Regions from separate parts of the Anser cygnoides genome. Here region 2 is linked to region 1. The links are chromatin contacts, called in public Hi-C maps. All regions are on one chromosome and are shown on one strand. The core of a region is the stretch at or near the end of the contact, and the rest is flanking DNA. Distances in the headings are between cores, read along the strand shown. Region 1 has its middle 9.1 kb from the start of TEAD1. Region 2 overlaps PARVA (parvin alpha).

Region 1 (3,557 bases), core at 42-2,541:
ATAAACACACTCCTCCAAGTCCCACAGAGAAAGCACTGCCTAGCAGGAGGTGTCTCTGATGCAGAGAAGGGGGTTCTCCTTCAGAAGTATTCATTGCATTTTACTGTACTCCTTGCAGAAAAAAGCATTGGGTCAGTTCTAGCTTTTCTGGGCAAGATGCTACTGGAGGTAGCCCCCAGAACTGGGAACTGAAACAGCACACAATCTCTCCCACAAGACCAGGAGCATGGACACCAGTATGCCTTTTCAAATAGAGAAGTGAGATTCATCATTTTTGTGGCCTCAGTGTAGCCCAAGCAAAATTTTTTTGTTGGCTTCATCTGAACTGGAATTAGCCATCTGAACTGGAAGGCCTCTCTACCTTACACCTCCTGCTCATTCTGCTCCTGTTTGCAATAAAAGAAATGAAAGCTGAAAATGGGCCAGAGGAAATGGGAAATAGCTAAAGCCAGTTGGTAGGGCCACCTGCTCAGGAGCGTTCACTGACTTTTGTATCAGGCATGCAGGTTCCTTCTGACTATGCATTATAGCAAAATGATAGGGAAAATAAACTTGTGTGGGATCAAGTTTTTATTAACATACAAATATTAACAACCTACATATATTGAATATTGTCCATACCTTTTTGGTTTTCTCTTTTCTGGGTGACTGTTGACTAACCTGTAGGTGTCTCAAGAAATCAGGTTAGTGGAAAACCACAAGTAAAAATGTTTGAGACATGGGTTTGTTCTGTTACCCACGTTTGAAGGGAATGAGATATTAGCTACATTTCATTCAATAATTAGCTCAGACGCACAAGCCAGATACAGTGACATAGCAAGGCAATGCGTATCAGCAGAACTATGACTGCTCAGTTATGTCAGAGCTCTTCATAGCATATATGTGAATCCTACATAAAGAAATTTGGCATCTAGGCTGCAGTACTGAGAAGGAAGTTTACTCCTGCCTACCAAGCTTTAAATCTCCAGAAACATGAAAGGAGACATTATAATGTGACAAAGGAATGACTGCGTGGCACGTGTTGTGCTTCTATGGCACCACTATTAACAACTGATGGCTTAAGTTATTGGTCAGGAGAGTTAAACTATTAAAAGGCTAATTTACAACTCTTTCTTCACTGTGTGACTCAAACCAGTTTTGCAATCCGTTACAGGTTAACTAGCCAGGGTTAGGCAGGGTGGGGCCTGTAGCAGATTGCGAAACTGGTTTATTCAATTCACAGAGTGAGAAAAAAATCCCTAAAATAGGCATTCTAGAAGAAGACTGGATACCTTCTTGTCAATTATGGCACATCATGCAACAGAACAGATTTTCAGGCCCCTCAGCTTTTGCTGCTGCACAGAGTGAGACACTGCATGCAGGTCACATGCAGTCAAAGGCCACCCAGCATTGTGCTGCAGCTGAAGAGCATGCCTTTCTTTCAGCCTGGGGCAATGCTCAGAGGCACACCCTCACCTGCAGCCTCTCTCCTCAGCTCCATAACTCTGTGCCAAGTGCAGCTGGTTAATAGATCACAGATCAGACCAACCAGCTGCTTCAAGCATATGGGGTCATGGAGGAGGGGAGGCTGGAGGGCTGCTCTTCAAACGGGTGACATGCAGGCCTGGAGCTGTCCGGAGATCAACAAGTGATTTCAAGTTGGGAAGCAAAGGAAAAGAGCTGTACTGTTTTCAGCAAAAGAAAAAGGGAATGCAGTCTGCTGTCTCCTGCAGAGCTTTGCTCTTTTTGAGATGGTAGGATGAAATGCAGATGATGAGAGTTGCAGGCAAACCTCGTGGGGTAGGGCTTGTACAACTTCACCATGGACATGTCACTACTAGACAAGGTGGTGACACAGGTGTATCTGAAAGCCCTCTTTAGATGGTAAGCTGCGGAAGGTGGAATACAGAAAGCACTGGAAAGAACTATTAAATTCTATCAAAAGGCTATTGTATTAAAGTGTTAAAACTTGACAGATGGTTTCAGAATCTTGTACCTTCGTTTGTCATCAGTGCACAATTCTTTTTATTGCTTCCAGATAATTCATATTTTGGCACTGTGCAGCACTATCAGAGAAGGGATGGAACATATGATCTACTTTTTTTTATGCAGCCTTTATCATCATTGTCCTTGGGAGTTTTCCTAGACTACAGCCATAGAAAGATCATCAGAAACCAAGTGCCTCACTTCAGCTTACATTAGTGGACCCTTCATGTTGCTCTGGCAATATAAAAAGGTCTTAAAATTTACGTTAAACCTAATGGGAATCTCACTTTAGCAACCCTTTATGTTGTCATGGCAGTGTAAATTTGTCCCTATATAAATGTAACAGAGCCATGTTCTGAATCTTTACGTTATTTTGCATTATACTGGTGAGACCAACTGGGGAGACACAGGAGCTTCCCTTCAGTGGAATTTTTTGAGAAGCTAAGATAGACACGTCAGGGTGGTCTGGGAGTATTAGATCCTGCCTCAGCGCAGGGTTAGGCTGAATGATCTTCTGAAAGCTCTCACAGTTCTGCAGTTCTAAAGGGCTATGTTTCCTAAAAAGACATTTTCTTTGTGTGTCAGTCTGTGTAGTCTAGCCTTATCCCCAGAACATTACTCCAGATCTTTGCAAAAGCTATCAGTTTACCTGTCATTGTAGTGAAAATAAAAAAACTACATTCCTGAAATTGGCCTGTTTCCCAACAACATACCAAAGAAAAGCAAACAGAAAAGGTATCATGGATGATTTAGTTAAGTTTGCTTCTTCTGTTTATGCTACAGTGTAAAAATATATTCCCTCCTTGTTCTCCCAAACTGAATTGTTAACTGTGACTCAAAGGACATTCAACTATTGTGCTTTTTAAAAACATAACTAAAGTTGCCCCCTTTCATCTTTAAGTTCCCCCAAACTGTTTCATGTCCTGCTCTCTCTAGATGGAAGGCTATTTTTCCCCCCTCAAATACATCAATTTTAAAATGAAGCTGCTACCCTGGTTTCTGAGCACAGTAGACCCTATTTGTTTCTCAGCAACAACAGTTGGGAAGGGACCTTCATGATTCCTCTCCCCGAACCTCCAGATTTAAGGGTTATAACATCTAGAACCGAAAGTAACATTCACGTCAAGTCTTCATCCACAGCCCTCCTGTCCCTTTCTCCATGGAAGTGGCTAGTTTCAAACCAAAATTCTTTGTATTTCTTCATTCTGCTCTACAGAATAGGCATGTGAATACCTTCACAGCAACCTACAGTGCAGCAGAGAGCCAAGACAGCAATTTGGCTTGGGTAACAAAAGTCACTTCACTGTTGTTCCACAAAGCTGCTGCACTGCAGGGTAACTAGCCCATGTGGTATTTTGGATTGCTGTGGCTGGGCTACCTGTGGTACTCAAACAAGCTCTGTCATCCCCTGCAAGCTTGGGTACCTCTACAGTGCCATTGTAGCCCTGCTACCAAGTTTGAGTGATGAAAAAGAAACTTCAGTTTGTGTGTGCATTAATGGCATGCTTTTGTAGTGTCACATTCATGACAGGGACGACAGCCCCAAAGGAACTGGACTAGAGTTAGTATTTCCCTTTCCCAGAGTCAGTGAA
Region 2 (3,602 bases), core at 793-3,292, 68 kb after region 1:
AAGCCTATTTACTCCTCAAAAGGAAGACGAGGTGACCGCTGACTTTACATTAGCAATGACACAGGTTGTGTGGTCCTCAGCGTAATCTCAAGCCTCCTGTGATTCCTCTAAAATATCTTTTCCTGACCATTTTTTTTAGAAGTATTAAAAAAAAGTATTCAAAAGACAACTTGCTTAGTCTATGCTTCTAGAAACCAGTGCTGTCAGAATTAGGTTCAAAAGCACTGCACTGGCAAGAGAAATACACTTAGATTGATCAAGGCTTCAATGAAGGCTTCTCGTAATAAAGTGAAGAAGAATAAAGTTACCTTTAACAGTAAGAGCAATCTACCATTTTGTTGAAGAGTACCCCCAGTTAACCCATTTTCATGAACAAACAGGAGATTTCCAGTTTCCGGGCCCTCACACAGTAAACCTGTTGGTTTATAATTACTACTCTCTTTGCTTTGCCAGGGCAGGGGGAAAAGGGCAGGTGAGATGTCGTGCGCTACCACAGTAGCACCTGCATGCAAATGCAGAGATATCAGCTTAGGGTCTCCGAAGGGAGCCACTTGCTCTAAGTAAATGCTGTTTGGCAGCAGCTCCTAATAAGAGGAAGGAAATGAGAGAGAGAAAGACAACTGATAGGAGACAAAAGGACTTTACAAAACAGGGCTTTATTGCTTTTTGTCTGTAGCATTTTCTCTTTGTTCTGTTTAAGCGCTGAACCTTCCAATTCCAGATACTGCACAAAAGAGATACCTGTCTAAGAAAGTTTATTTCAATCTGGAACTGTCTTGCAAGATGCCTCACAGACTCAGCAGTCCATTATTAGGAGTAACAATGAACTACCTCTAATTAATTTGGCACAGCCTTTGCTTCTGATACCAATCAAATCAATATTAATGGGGAGTTTGTGCTCTCTCATTACAGCACAAAATGGGTACCAATCTTCTCAGGAAGATTTTTGGACAGTAAACTGTGTTTGAGGTCAGTGTAGTTGGCTTCTTCCCACCCACCTCCTATTTTTTAAACAGGATGGAAAAAATATATAATGATGTGCTATTTAGTACCTGGATAAAAATCTACATTCAGGCTGCCTACAATGAAAAACTGAAACTAGTTCAATAGGAAGAAATCTCAGGCTAAGAAAATAAAGATTTTAGTAGCTCACAGAGCTCAAATTAAACACTTAAATAGGTAACACTAGATATTTCTCATGCTGCCTCACATTTCTCTATTTATTTTTATCTGCAGGATCAGGCGTTAGAGAGGGAGGCCTGGTAAGAATTGCCTCAGCCATCATTCTTGGTTACTTACATCTGTGGTCAATTTTCCACACTTTCTTCCATAAAAGGTAAACGAGGCACTGTACTTGCAACAGGATAATCTAAACAATATGAACAATGTTACTGTTAAAGACCATCTGGCTCATCAAGCACAGCTCCAGACTTTTAACTCCTTGAATAAAGTGTGGAACCCTGCAGTGTATTTTTCTTTTTTCTTTTTTTGTTTTTATCTAAAAATCATTTTTAAAACAATAAAAGTAGAGCTCCTGCAGACACATGGGATCCGGAGCGCAGGGAAAATTTTTCTCTTTTTTATCCTTCTTGTATCCTACACATGCTGCAATCCAGGCTAGAGACAAACATTCAGACGTCACATTTTTCTACAAAAAAAAAGCTCTCTTAAGTGTTTTGCAAGAAAATTCTGTGTCTAGCTGGTATGTGTGGGGTTGCATTTCAGATGGGAGACAAGAGGGTTAAGTATTTCATAATTCACTTCAACTTAATGGCCTGATCCTGCCACTTCTTAAAAGGTAACAAAAGTCAAAGAAGGGTCACCAGAAATTAAAAGAAAGAAAAAAAAAATGTGGGAAGGGTAAGGGCGAATGCAACCAAAGAAGGCTTTTAATTGTGCACAATTTCTTATCTGGTAGATAAATTAGCAAGTGGCTGGTCCTGGGGAAAAAAAAAATGTTAAAGCAATGCAGGAACAAAATATCCTGGAAGAAGGCAAGCTGGCAGAGAGAAAACTTAGTCCCCCACAAAGACTAAAGCACAGAGAAAGCCGGGGCAAGGAAGTGCTGGAGCTGACTGTACACAGGGTACCAGGAAGCTGGGTCATGGCTGTGTGCCTCAGTTTCCCTCAGCCCAGGAGGACACTGCCAGGACTCACTTCAGCTCCGGGAAGCATCCTGAAACACCGAGAAGCCACGTGCCCGGTACCTTGGAGCAGAACAGCTCCACAGACACATAGGAGTTAAATATCCGTACACATTTAAAAGTCTACACACTTCAAAATGCACTTTTTCAAACTGAACAACAGCTGGAATTAAATTTTGTCATCAGTCTTTGTTCAGTTTTCTCTCAGCTCTAGCTCTGCAATTACCGTGCATGGGGTGGGTTACTCTGCAGCCCCCCATTGCTGGGCTCTAACAGAGGGCAGGGCTTTGGTCCTCAAGAGTTTTTTTCCCCTTCCAAAGGGGTTTTAGTGGCTTTATTAAAACAAAAATTAAAACATAACTGTTTTCTTGAAATACTTTAACGCTTTTTATTTGATTTCTAAAAATATCTTTAGAAGGCAAAGCAAAGAAAATGAAATAGAGCATAGTTGTATTCCTTTTAGGGTAAACAACACAAAAATTAATTTTCATATTCATTGGTTCCCTGCTTTAAATTCTGCTTCTTGCTTTAACCAGAAACATCACCCTATCTGGTTTCTAGGTAAAGCGCCCGCATGACTGAACCTTCCCCTACAGTCAAAGTTCTTCCAGCCACTCCCAGAAACATGTGCCCACAACCTTTTTTCAAAGTCAGAGTACTCTAATTTGGATCTAATTTTCATTTAAGCTATTTTATCATAAGCCCCCTGCAATATGTACTGACATACATATGCTAAATTCTTAGCTTAAAAAATGTTTTTAAAATGCAGTCAGAGCTTTTTTTTTTTATTTTTAAAGAAAATGTATTTAAAATATGATCATGACTCATCATTTAAAAAAATCTTTGTTACAGTAAGCAAGATAGGTCAGGCAGTTTTATGATTAATAGGGTCAAAAAGCTAGAATTCATATTTAAAACTTCAGCTGCTCATACTGAAACAATTAACCCTCTAGTAAGCACCAACTATACACCAACCAAAAAAACAAAAGTAAAGTCTCAGAGAGAAGCAGTTTCATACAGCAAAACAGTTACTCTGGTTCCCTAAAAAAAAAAAAAAAAAAGTGAAAAAATCTCTTTATTGATCGAGAGGTTTTCTGGGCATAACTTTTCCAAAATAAACCTTGCTTTTAAGCATGATATGTTAGAGCGCAACATGGATATAAGACATGTCGTAATGGCTATTTTGCTGCAAAACTGCCTGTTTTCTTTTGTACCAACTCTAAAACCCTTTCTCGCTACTAAAGCTAATACTAGGATTTCCAAAAAAAGAAAACAGAACTCATTTGATCAACACAGAATCTCTTGTCAAAACCTCCATATGTCAGTGATAACATGAGTTACAAAAGCATCTACCAATTATACACTATCTCTGAGAAAAAAAAAAACATTTTAAATTTCTTTTTCTGCTAACTTGACTGAGAACTCATGATAGTAAGCATGAAATGCAGCTCATGATAG

What was found. Hi-C and Micro-C count contacts between places; a contact is called where the count stands out from the background.
Region 2: a Hi-C map of liver shows a contact between it and region 1, with 1.7 times the contacts expected there. The contact joins two enhancer-like sites. A contact is called at or near these places in 3 of 7 Hi-C or Micro-C datasets (granulosa cells and liver).

What each region holds. Positions count from the first base shown.
Region 1 is chr5:1,471,285-1,474,841 of Taihu_goose_T2T_genome, forward strand. No RefSeq gene overlaps it. Among named protein-coding and RNA genes, the nearest start is that of TEAD1, 9.1 kb to the left of the region's middle. Within about 2 kb of position 1,292, at least 2 of the 3 cell types and tissues checked have open chromatin away from gene starts, as enhancers often do. A contact at or near this core is called in liver, where this site is marked.
Region 2 is chr5:1,538,274-1,541,875 of Taihu_goose_T2T_genome, forward strand. All of the region lies in intron 1 of PARVA (parvin alpha), which reads right to left. Among named protein-coding and RNA genes, the nearest start is that of PARVA, 20 kb to the right of the region's middle. Within about 2 kb of position 2,043, at least 1 of the 3 cell types and tissues checked has open chromatin away from gene starts, as enhancers often do. A contact at or near this core is called in liver, where this site is marked.